Linked DNA regions of Rattus norvegicus: region 1 is linked to region 2. A link is a contact called in public Hi-C data. All regions are on one chromosome and are shown on one strand. Each heading gives the region's core, a stretch centred on a gene start, on an enhancer-like site or on the middle of the called end of the contact. The rest is flanking DNA. Distances are from core to core; before and after follow the strand shown.

What was found. A called contact is a pair of places that touch in the nucleus more often than the background predicts.
Region 1: a contact with region 2 is called in a Hi-C map of liver, with 3 times the contacts expected there. The contact joins the promoter of Ppp1r14a here to the promoter of Ryr1 in region 2. A contact is called at or near these places in 4 of 12 Hi-C or Micro-C datasets (Schwann cells, kidney and liver).

The regions. Positions count from the first base shown.
Region 1 is chr1:93,711,630-93,717,329 of GRCr8, reverse strand. Ppp1r14a (protein phosphatase 1, regulatory (inhibitor) subunit 14A) reads right to left here and starts at 3,228. Exons shown (of 4, transcript NM_130403.2): 1 at 3,006-3,228; 2 at 950-1,030; 3 at 465-497. The coding sequence starts at 3,206. All of the region lies in intron 1 of LOC103689966 (MARCKS-related protein-like), which reads right to left.
Region 2 is chr1:93,549,519-93,555,529 of GRCr8, reverse strand. It overlaps Ryr1 (ryanodine receptor 1), which reads left to right and starts at 4,225. Exons shown (of 106, transcript NM_001419537.1): 1 at 4,225-4,412. The coding sequence starts at 4,362. The region is part of intron 1 of LOC103689966 (MARCKS-related protein-like); the gene reads right to left.

The DNA.
Region 1 (5,700 bases), core at 1,979-4,478, 160 kb before region 2:
CTTTTAAAGCTGGGAAGGAAGTGGGAGTGGCCGTGTTGCCCAGCTTCAGAACCTGCGGGATGGGGGCCCCTTCAAGAGGTATACAGGGAATCCCAGGACAGTATAGACAGTCAGGGGGGAGAGAGAGGGAGAGAGAGGGTGAGCCCCCCAGACAACCAGCAAGGGACAGGCACCATATGGGCAGAAACAGGAGCCCCATGGGGGATGGGCTCTGAGGCAGCAGCCTGTGGATCCCGGTGACAGATGGGGAGGAGGAGGAGGAGGGAGAGGAAGAGGGGAAGGGGGAAGAAGAGAGGGAGAGGGGGAAGGGAGAGGAGAGGGAGGGGGAGGAGATGGGGATGACAAAGAGCAGGACAGAGACGGGACCCCTAGGCCTGTCCCCACCCATCCTGGCCACGGCCTGCCTCCCCCTCTCTCACCCCCATAAAAGTGAGGGTCCACTCACGGAAAGACCAGAAACTCACCTCTGTGGGATTCAGGCAAGCCTCCAAGAGTCCCTGGGAGCAGGGGCAGAGGAAAAAAAAAAGACAAAGAATCAGTAAATAAATGACACCTATTCCCTCAGAGGCCCTCCCCTTTCCCAAGGGAACAAACAAAAGGCTGCCAGCCCCAAGGTGGACTGGCCAAGTGGCTTCGATCAGGCGCTGAAAGTAACCAGTTCCAGAAGGCCACACCTCTGCAGGGCGGTCAGAGGGAAGGACAGGGCAGCAGGGCAGTCTGATTTTGGCTCCTAGCTTTGGACAAGCTGTGTGACCCTGAGCAAATACTTCAGCCTCTCTAAGTCTAACTTTCCTTGCAGTGGTAAATGTGCCCACTTTATAGTGTTTTGTGGAGGATTTAGTGTCTGGCTTAGGAAGTGTTTAATAAACATGTCATCTTGGGCTGTCCTGTTTAGGGCCCTGTGAGTTGCTGGGCTGGGGGGAGGGGCAACTCTCTCCTTTGCACCTACCCGGATTTTCCGGCATCTTTCCTCCTCACTGTCCAATTCCAGCAGCTCGTCGATGTTGACCTCATCTGGCATGTCTGCCTCCTAAGGCCAGGGAGAGCAAGCCGGTTAGAGCCCATGCCTCCCCTGTGCCCCACCGCACAGCCTTTTGTCCAGGGCTCTGGAGGCGTTTCACCAAGCCGGGACCAGCTGGACCCAGCTGACCGGGCCTGCAGTGATAATGTGGCAGGCAGGGACAGCGCCACTGAGTCAAACATCTGGGTCTGGGGGTGGGGGTGAGGGGAGTGGCAGATGGGCGGGAGGAGGCCCAGGTCCCGGTACCAGCCCGATGCCTGCACCCTTGGCTCAGCCCCGGGGTCCTTGGGGCTGGCTGGCACAGGGCTCTCTCCTTGGCTGCAGTTCCTACTCGGCAAAGCAGGCCCGGTCCAGTCTCGGAATGTCAGATTCTGGGATTCGGGAGGGATTGGCTTCTGCCCTTTCAAGGGAAAGTCTTAGCAGTGGTGTGGGGGAGGGGGGCCAGCTGGGGCGGGCCCCTTCCCATGGGGACAAGAAGGGCTTCTGGGCTTAGGGCCAGTCAAGCCTCCCTGGGCCACATTGCAGGCTGCTGGGTCAGAGAAGTGACCACCTAGGTTCACCATGGCTGGCTAGCAGAAATCGTCTCTGAGGGAAGGCTAAGGCCTCATGGTGGTGGTATAAAAGATATCTGGTTATGTTGTGGACAAGACCCAGATATCCTAGGCCAGAGGCCCCTGGGCCAGAGCCTCTACTTTCCCAGTCTAAAGTCCTGCTGTCCAACTGGGAAGTGAAGGTGTTGCCCTGTGTGGGAGATGGGACCTCTGGCATCTAAGTGTGCCTGGCCTACTTGACCTGAGTGTACCCAGTGCAGCTGCCTCTCTCCAGTGTGGCTATCTCATGTCAGACATGGCAAGCTGTAGGGACCATCTTTATCTTTTTTTTTTTTTTTTAAAATAGGGTCTTTCTATGTAGCCCTGGATGACCTGGAACTCACTCTGTAGACCTGGCTAGCTTCGAACTCACAGAGATCTGTCTGCCTCGGCCTCCCCGGTGCTGGGTCTAAAAGGTGTGAGGTACGTCACCGTACCACGTTTGCTTTGGGTTTTTCAGACAGGGTCTCCTTATCCAAGGTTGTCCTTGAACCCCTAACCCTTCAGCCTTTACCTCCCAAGTGCTGACATCACAAGCATTCTTGGCCCAGCTCTTGGTTTCTAACACTCTGTGTTCCTGGGACACTTTTACCAGTTCCGTGTGTAATTTCCACAGATGTGTGTGTGTGTATGTGTGTGTGTGTGTGTGTGGTGTGTGGAGTTGTGACATCTGCCCTTCAGTTTGTAGGCAGTGAGACTTTTTTTTTTTTTTTTTGACAGCAGATAATGGCCCTATGTAACTTGAGTCACTTTGTGTCCCCAGATAGTATTGGAGCTCAGAGCACTGCGGCTGAAACCGATGCGTATCTGTGCAGCTGCATCTCCTCACTTGGCGCCGAGGTGATTGTGCTGTGCGTGCGTTATTGTGCCTATGCCAGGCCATGCTGTCCCTTAAATTAATCCACTTGTATTCCTGTGAGTTTGTGTGCGGCTCACTTTGGTGCTGTGTCTGTGAGTGGCTGTGACTTCCGTCATCTGTGTATACTGTTGCTTCCTCTGCTGAGAGTCTCTGCTGTCCTATCTCCCTTGCCACCCCATGTCTATGTTTGGCTTAAGGACATCCCCGTCCCTATCCGTTCTCTCAATATGTTGTCTCTACCCCCCCCCGCCCCCTCCTTCTTTCTCATCTCATCTCCAGACCTTCCTTCCCAGTTGTCTGGGTTGTCTGGACACACACACGTCTGGGGACCCTGAGTGCATGTCTGGGTGTCCACAAGCTGGATGCCTCTAAGCATAGACCAGAGCCTTGGGGCATGAATCCTCCTAGCAAAGGCCGCTGTCGGTGCACCAGTGAGCATGTACTAGGGTCACCAAGGTCGCAGGGTCGCAGGTCGCAGGGTCTGCAGGGTCTCAGGCTACCTCCGTTCCCCAATCCCGGCCCCTCTGGGTCTCACCCTGCCGCGGTACAGCTCTTCCAAGCGTCCGTCGATCCACTTCTCCACGTCCAGTCGCCGCTGCAGCTCTCGCCGGTCGTATTTGACGGTGACTCGCGCGTGCCGCTTCTGCAGCCCACTAGGGCTGCCCCCCGGGCCGCGGGCACGCGAAGGGGACTGCAGCTTGCTCAGCACGCGCTTGCCCAGCCGCTGCGCTGCCATCACGCCGCCGTCCGCTGTCTGCACTTTACGCTCTGTCTTGCGCTTGGGTCTCTAACGGGCCGGGGTGGGGCGGGGCCACCGGGGGCGGGGGCTCGTGTTCTGGGACCCGCCCCACTCCGACCAGCGGGCCTCAGTTTCCCTTCCTACAGAGACGTGCAGGCTAATGTGCAGGCTTCGACCTCTGGGTCCTGCGGGGATACAGATGGGGTGGGGGCCCATCTCAGAGGGCTCCGGGGCGCTCAACTCAGGGCGGGGTCCCGGGACACGCTCTGGGGTCGGCCCTGTTACGCCCTCTGGCGGTAGCGAAGGGTGTTGCGGGGGCGCCGGGGCTTAGCTGTACAGGACGGGGGTGGGGGTGGGGGTGGGGTGGGGTAACCCCTGAAGTTTCTCTTTTTCAGAGAAATTTATTAGCCACGCCTGGCCTTGAACTCTTAAACCTCCTGCCTCCACTTCCTAAGTGACGCGATTCCAAACCTGAGGAACAACTTTTTCTCTTTCTTTCTTTCTTTCATTCTTTCTTTCGTTCTTTCCGTGTTTCTTTTTCGACTAGAAGGTGATCGGAACAGACTCGAGGACCTCAGGGATGCTAAGCAAGTACTTGAATCATCATTTAGTTTACCCCACTCACTCATTCACGCACTTATCCACCCATCTATCCGTCCATTTATTCACTTGTTCCAGTGCACAGTGTTTACTGAGTGGTGTCAACAGCATTTAACTCTGGCACTTAGGAGGTGGAGGCAGGAGATTCAGGGATTCAAGGTGAGGACAGGATACAGAGTGAGTTTCAGACTTCAGGACAAGCTGAGCTGTGGACCTGCCACAGACAGACAGACAGACAGACAGACAGACAGACAGCCTGGGCGAGTGAGATAGCTCCCTTGGTAAAGAGGCTTGGTGCTAAGCCTAAGGACCTAGCATGATGAATTGAATCTCAACTACTGAGGAGGGGTGGTAAAGACAGTACAAGAGAGGCTGAGGCAGGAGGATAGATGAAAATTCAAGGTACACTTGGGCTACATGCTGAGAATTACCTCAAAAACGGGAGGTGGGGGGAACCTGGAGAGATGGCTCAGCAGTTAAGAGCATCATCTGCACTTGTGGAGGGATCGGATTCAGTTCCCAGCACACACACACACACACACACACACATACACAGACACACACATACACACACATACACACACACACGCACACATACACACACGCACACACACATACACACACATACATACACGCACACACACACATACATACACGCACACACAATACACACACGCACACACACATACACACACGCACACACGCACATACACACACATACATACACGCACACACACATACACACATACATACATACACGCACACACACATACATACATATACGCACACACACATACACACATACATACATACATGCACACACATACATACACATACACACACACTCACACACACATACACATACACACACGCACACACACACATACACACACATACACACACATACATACACGCACATACACACACATACACACACGCACACACACGTACACACATACACACACATACATACACGCACACACACATACACACATACATACATGCACACACACATACATACATATACGCACACACACATACACACATACATACATACATGCACACACATACACACACGCACACACACATACACACATACACACACACGCACACACATACACACACGCACACACACATACACATACACACACACGCACACACACATACACATACACACACACGCACACACACATACACACACATACACACACACGCACACACATACACACACATACACACATACACACATACACACACATACACACATACACACACATACACACACATACACACACACACACACACACACACACACACGGTGGCTCCCAACCACCTGTAACTCCTGTCCCAGGGAACTGGATACCCTCTTCTGGCCCCCGAGGGCTCCTCAAAAACGCACTCAGCACTGGGGCATGCACCAGCACACGCTAGTCAGCCCCTGCACTAGAAACAAGCGGCAAGCAGCAGCACAAGACAGAGTCTCCCTAGCGCTCGTGCTGTGGCAATGACAGTGAGTGTGGTGAGTACAGTCTATCACATGACAAGGATAAATAGATGGTGATGTTACCAAGGGCGTCAAGGAAAGACTCTGGCTCTCCTAGTCTGAGTAAGATGACTTGCAGAGCCATACTTCACTTATTCTTGAGAGGCTGGGTGAGCTCAAGCCTCACTGGTAGTCTGGTGGCACCAACCCGTGCTTTTCCAAAGACTGTTCCAAAGTCTGTCCCTGAGCTCAGCTCCACACAACAGCACTGGACATGAGGCATGAGGACCTGGGTTAGGACCCCTAGCCCATGTGTTAGCCTGGCACAGGGACAGGAGAGGTAGCTCAGAGGTTAAGAACACTGCCTGCTCTTTCAGGGAACCCAGGTCTTGCTTCCAGAGCCCACAG
Region 2 (6,011 bases), core at 2,976-5,475:
GAAATATAACACAAAGTTACATTGTACCATATAATAAACAATATATATAACTACATATTATATAATGGATCACTGAATTATATAATTCAATAATACAATACTGCCAATTTATCCCAGCAGAGGAGGAGGCAGGGGCGGAGGCAGAGGCAGGTGGATCTATGTGAGTTCAGGGCCAGCTTAGTCTATATAGGAAGCTCGAGACTAGCCAGAGCTACACAATAAGGCCATATCCCAAAAAACAAAACAAAACAAAACAAAACAAAACAAAAAAACCAAAACCCAAAACACCAAAAGACAAAAACAAAACAAAAAAACCAAAAAACAAATTTAGATTCAGTTTAATGCAAGTGTATTATTGCCAGTGTTTAACAAGCAATATCTACATTGAAAAGTATTTTAATACAGTTTTGTTGAATGGTAGAGTACTGGTTTAAGTTTGTGTGTGTGTGTGTGCGTGCGTGTGTGTGTGTGTGTGAGCGTGCGTGCGTCCAGAAGCGTTTTATGGAGGTCAGAGGAGAGCCTTGGCATTAACTCTTACTTTCTGCCTTGTTTCCTCTTCTCTGCACATGGCAGGATAGCAGGTCAGCAAGCCCCGGAGACTCTCAATCTCCACCTCCCTCTCATGGTCCAAGCAATGGGGTTACAGCTGCAATGCCACAATTTTCTGTGAGTTCTGGGGATTTGAAAGCAGGTCCTTAGGAGCTGGCAATGGCTCCGTGGTTAAGAGCACTGACTATTCTTCCAGAGAACCTGGGTTCAAGCCCTAGACACACATGGTGGCTTACAACTAGCTGTAACTGCAGTCCCAGCAGACCCAACGCCCTCTTCTGGCCTCATATAAACAAGCAAGCAAACAAACAAATCAGCTCCCGTACTTGTTCCGCAATTACACCATCTCCAAGATACTGCTTTGTCTAAATATGCTAATTGAGTGTTCTATTATTGAATATCCTCATCATTTTATTGATTTTTTTTGGTTCTTTTTTTCGGAGCTGGGGACCGAACCCAGGGCCTTGCGCTTCCTAGGTAAGCGCTCTACCACTGAGCTAAATCCCCAGCCCCCATTTTATTGATTTATTGATTGACAGGATCTGGCTGGACTAGGACTCACTCTGTAGACCAGGTTGGCCTTGAACTCACAGAGATCCACCTGCCTCAAGTGCTGGGACTAAAGGCGTGGGCCTAAGCCCTTTTGAGAAGATGTTTACACACACATTTTGTTTGTTTGAAACAGGGTTTCTGTAGCCCAGGCTAAGTTGCTGTGTAGATGGGGATGAGCTTGAAGTCTTGATTCTCCTGCCTACACGCCAAGTGCTGGGATTTCTGTGCACAACCAGGTATGTTTAATATAGTGCTGGGGACCAAACACAAGGCTCTTTGCACACCGGGCAAGCAGCCTACTAACTGGCTACATCTTGCCCACCCCGCCTTAGTTTATCTCTAAGATTTATCTAATGTTATGCTTATGAGCATTATTGCCTGGTGTTTGAGGCGGTCAGAAGAGGCCATCAGATCCCCCGGAACTTAAGTTATAAATGGTTGTGAGCTACCATGTGTGTGCTGGGAAGATGATCCAGATCCTCTGCAAGAACAGCAGGCGCTCTTAATTTCTGAACCATCTCTCCAGCTATTTTTTAAAATTACATTACAACATTTATTTTGTGTGAGTATGTATGTGTGTGTATGTGTATGTGTGTATATGTATATGTCTCTGTGTATGTGTGTATGCGTGAATGTGTGTATGTATGTATATGTGTGTGTGCGTGTGTGCATGTGTGACTGTGGCTGTGTGTGGATGTGTGTGTACATGTATGTGTTTGTGTATATGCATGTGTGTATGTGTGTGCATGTGTATGTATGTGTGTGTACATGTGTGTGTGTGGCTGTGGCTGTGTGTGGATGTGTGTGTGCATGTATGTATGTGTATGTGTACATGTGTGTATGTGTGTGTGCATGTATTGTGTGCATGTGTGTATGTATGTGTGTGGCTGTGTGTGTGCGTGTATGTATGTGTGTGTACATGTGTGTATGTGTGTGCATGTGTGCATGTGTGTATGTATGTGCATGTGTGTATGTATATGTGTGTGCGTGTGTGTATGTATGTGTGTGGCTGTGGCTGTGTGTGGCTGTGTGTGTATGCATGTATGTGTCTGTGTGTATGCATGTGTGTATGTGTGTGTGCATGTGTGTATGTATATATGTGTGTGTCTGTGTGTGTGTAGGTTGCCCACACCACCATGGCTGCCATGTGAAGGTAAACAGTCATCTTATGGAGCCCTTTCTTCATTCTATTATTTGGGTCGTTGGGATTGAATTCAGATCATCATCAGGTTTGGGGGCAAGCAGTCCACTAGCTGAGTTATCTTGTTGGCCCTTATTTATTTTATTTTTGAGACAGGTGATCATATATAGCTCTGTTTGGCCTAGAACTCACTCTGTAGGCTAAACTGGCCTCAAACTTACCAAGCTCTGCCTGCTTCTGCCTCCCAAGGGATGACATTAAAGGCATGCGCCACCATCCTGCCTCTTTTTTTTTTTTTTTTTTTTAATTTTTGAGCTAGAGATTCATGTAATGCAGTTTGGCCTGGAATGTACTATGTAGCCAAGGCTGGCCTGGAATTCCTAATCCTTCTACCTTTACCTCCTAGAGTGGAGGGTTACAGACATGTACCTCCACATGGCTAAATTAGAAAAACATGGGGCTGGGGATTTAGCTCAGTGGTAGAGCGCTTACCTAGGAAGCGCAAAGCCCTGGGTTCGGTCCCCAGCTCAAAAAAAAAAAAAAAAGAAAAGAAAAACATATGAAGATATGGAGGTGTTGAAGTGTAGCGGTTAGGAACCCAATCTTTAGGTCTAGATCCCAGCTCAGCCTCTGTGATGTTGTGTAAGGTGCCTGACTCCATCTCTCAAACTCAGCTCTTCGCATCTGCAGACTTGGCACTGTGAGAACGGGGAAAGTGTGCCCCCTAGAGGTTACCCTGGGGACTACAAGGCATTCAGGAGGTCCCCGCCGGGAACACGTGCTTTTATTTTCTGCTGTTAAGGATGCCAATAATAGCAGGGTGGTAATAAAAAGATCTTAGCTCACACCTGAAATGCAACAGGTGGGTAAGGGACATCAGCCAGGACTATTCCAAAAGGCAGTTTTTAGCTGGGGGCTCGGGGTGGGGTGACACATTTGTTTAATCTCAGTGCTAGGAGGCGGAGGCTTGGGATGTTTGTGAGTTCAAGGTCAGACTGGTGTTTTCTCCCCCTTTTCCCCTCTCTCCCACACACAGGGTATCATGTAGCACAGGCTGGCCTCTAACTAGCTAGGGAGGCGAGGATGGCTTTGAGTTACTGATCCTCTTGTCTTCAACTTTCTGCTTGCTGGAATTACAGACGAGCACCGCCACACCCAGTTTGTGTGGTGCTGGATGGAACCCGGGGCTTTGTGACAGCTAGATAAACTCTATCGACTGAGACATGACTGCAACCCTGTTTTTGTCTCCGTTTTGAGACAGGGTCTTATTATACAGCCCCAGCTCCAAATTTACAATCCTCCTGCCTCGATCTCTTCAGAACTTGGATGAGGAGCCGTACCACTATGTCTGACACTAAGTGGTTTTTTGTTTTTTGTTTTTTGTTTTTTTTAACGTTAGGGGATGTGGTGTGCATCCAAGCACAACTGTGTTATTCTGTGGCAAGGATAAAGCTCAGTTTAGCCATTAAGAAAGGGTGGAACTGGAGCTGGGGATTTAGCTCAGTGGTAGAGCGCTTACCTAGGAAGCGCAAGGCCCTGGGTTCGGTCGGTCCCCAGCTCCGAAAAAAAGAACCAAAAAAAAAAAAAAAAAAAGAAAGGGTGGAACTAGGCTGAGGGTGTAGCCCAATGGTAGAATGCTTGCCTAGCATGCAAGTGACCCAGGGTTTGAAATCAGATGGGGCCAGATGTTCAAGATGATCCTTGACTACATACGAGTTTAAGGCCATCCTGAGGAACATGCTATTCAGAGAGAGGGAGAGGGAGAGCTAACTAAACACATATATACATGATATCTCACTGTGGTCATGGCCACTCGGCTACTTTCTAGAGACCCAGACCACTGAAGCGAACATCTTCCACCAAGTTTGTGCTGTGGGCGGGGTTCTGGACGGGGGCGTGGCCTGTCCCATACTTGCCCAATGGGTGTGCGGTGGGGCGGGGACCTCCTTGCATCTGAGTCCTGCACAGGGCATGCTTCCTGCAGTTCCATCTCCCTCGCGGGTGCCTCTGGCTCCCCTAGAGGTCTCGGACCCCAGCCCGCCCTCAACCCACCCGCCCAGCCTGCAGCCCTCTCTCGCCATCCTCAGACCTTAGCCCGGGACACCCGGGGATTGCCATCATGGGTGATGGAGGAGGTGAAGGCGAGGACGAGGTCCAGTTTTTGCGGACGGTATGTTTTGTCTGGGTCAGGAGGCTTTGGGGCGATTTCTTGCTTACTTTTCTGAGAGTCCCTCTCTGTCTCTTCCCTGCTTGCTGGTGGTCTCTGAAATCGAGGTCACTTTGTTGTTAACGTCTTTTCTCATCACCTTTTCGACCACGGAGAATTAGCAGGACTTAGGAGGACTGAGTGGGCAGGAGGAGGTGGGATCCTCAGAAGCCCTCTTCTGACATAAGAGATTTGGGGTCATTGAGGGAGCACCACCCCCCTCCCGCCATTCTGAAAGCAGGCACTTGAGGAAGGTGGTTCTAATTCTTCGGCTTAATTTAGCCGTCCTCCACCGCCACCCCGCCACCCCAGTCCTCATTTGTGTCTTGCTCCAGGCTTTGACCTATTTAAATTCTTGGGAAGGGGGCTGGGGTGGACTGGACAATACCTTTCTTTTCTACTCCCCGCTTTTGGAGGTCTCCTTAGGGGTCTCTTGGATCGTAAATGTACTTTCCTCCTCGGTTTTGGTGAGGAGGATCAAGTAGTGTGGCCTCTGAGGGTATGGTGATAAAGTCTCTTCCAGCTCCTTGGTATGTCTTGTGTCTCTGTCTCTGTCTCTGTCTTTGTCTCTTGTCCCTTGGCTTTAGCCTTCTGCATTTTGCTGTCCCTCTGGTCCTGTCTCCCTAAATCTCGGATCCCTAGCTGGGGGCAGGGATGGGACTTGGGACAACAGGTGTCTCTCCCAGAATAGCACTCTTTTCTGGGCTCTGGGTAGGGGACAGGGAGGGGACAAGAGGGGGGAGGGGCTGCCTCTTTCTTAGTCCTTCCCACCATACCCTCCCCCGGGCCGACATGGGGGTTGGGGTATGGGAGATGGTCTCTCTTTGGGGCCAGGTCTGCTGACCCTGCACTCTTCCTCTTCCCCTAGATCCTGGGTCTGGGCAGAAATGCTGACACAGCATTCCTGACCCAGAATAGGACCTTGGCAGGCTGGGTCCGGTTTCTTGGGAGGGAGGAACAAACAGCTGGGGCTGGTAATGAAGGATGGGGACAGCTGGATGTGAAGCCACCGGAGGAGGACATCTCCCAGCCCCAGCCCCTTAGCCTACACCATGGCCTTCCACTGCCCTAAAAAGCCAATGGCTCCCAGCTCCTGAGCAGTCACTCTACACTAGGCCCCATGCCCAGGGCCTCGGCCTCCTGAGGTGTCTAATTATATTCTCATTGCCCTATCTTCTGAGGTAGGGCCCTATCTTTATCTCCCTGGGAGATTTGAGGGAAACCAAGCCCCAAGTGGTAAACTTGCCCAAGGTCAAGGCCAGGAAGTGGCATCTCTGAGTGCCCTGGGAGACCAAGTCTTGCTTTCAACAGAGGAGATCTGGACCCAGGCTTGCTAGAGTAGTCAGTGTCAGGGGGTCAACGGCCCCAGCCTGGGTCTGTTTGCCTCAAGGTTCCTGAGGTTGTGTGGTATTTTCTTTAAGAAAAAAAAAATCTTGATTGCGTTATATCCCCCCTATAAGAAAGAATCTGCTTTGCAACCCAAGCCATTCTTTACATATTTATTGGTATCGTTAAACAAAAAGAAAATTCCAACTTTAAAGGAGGTTGTGGAGTTCGAGACCA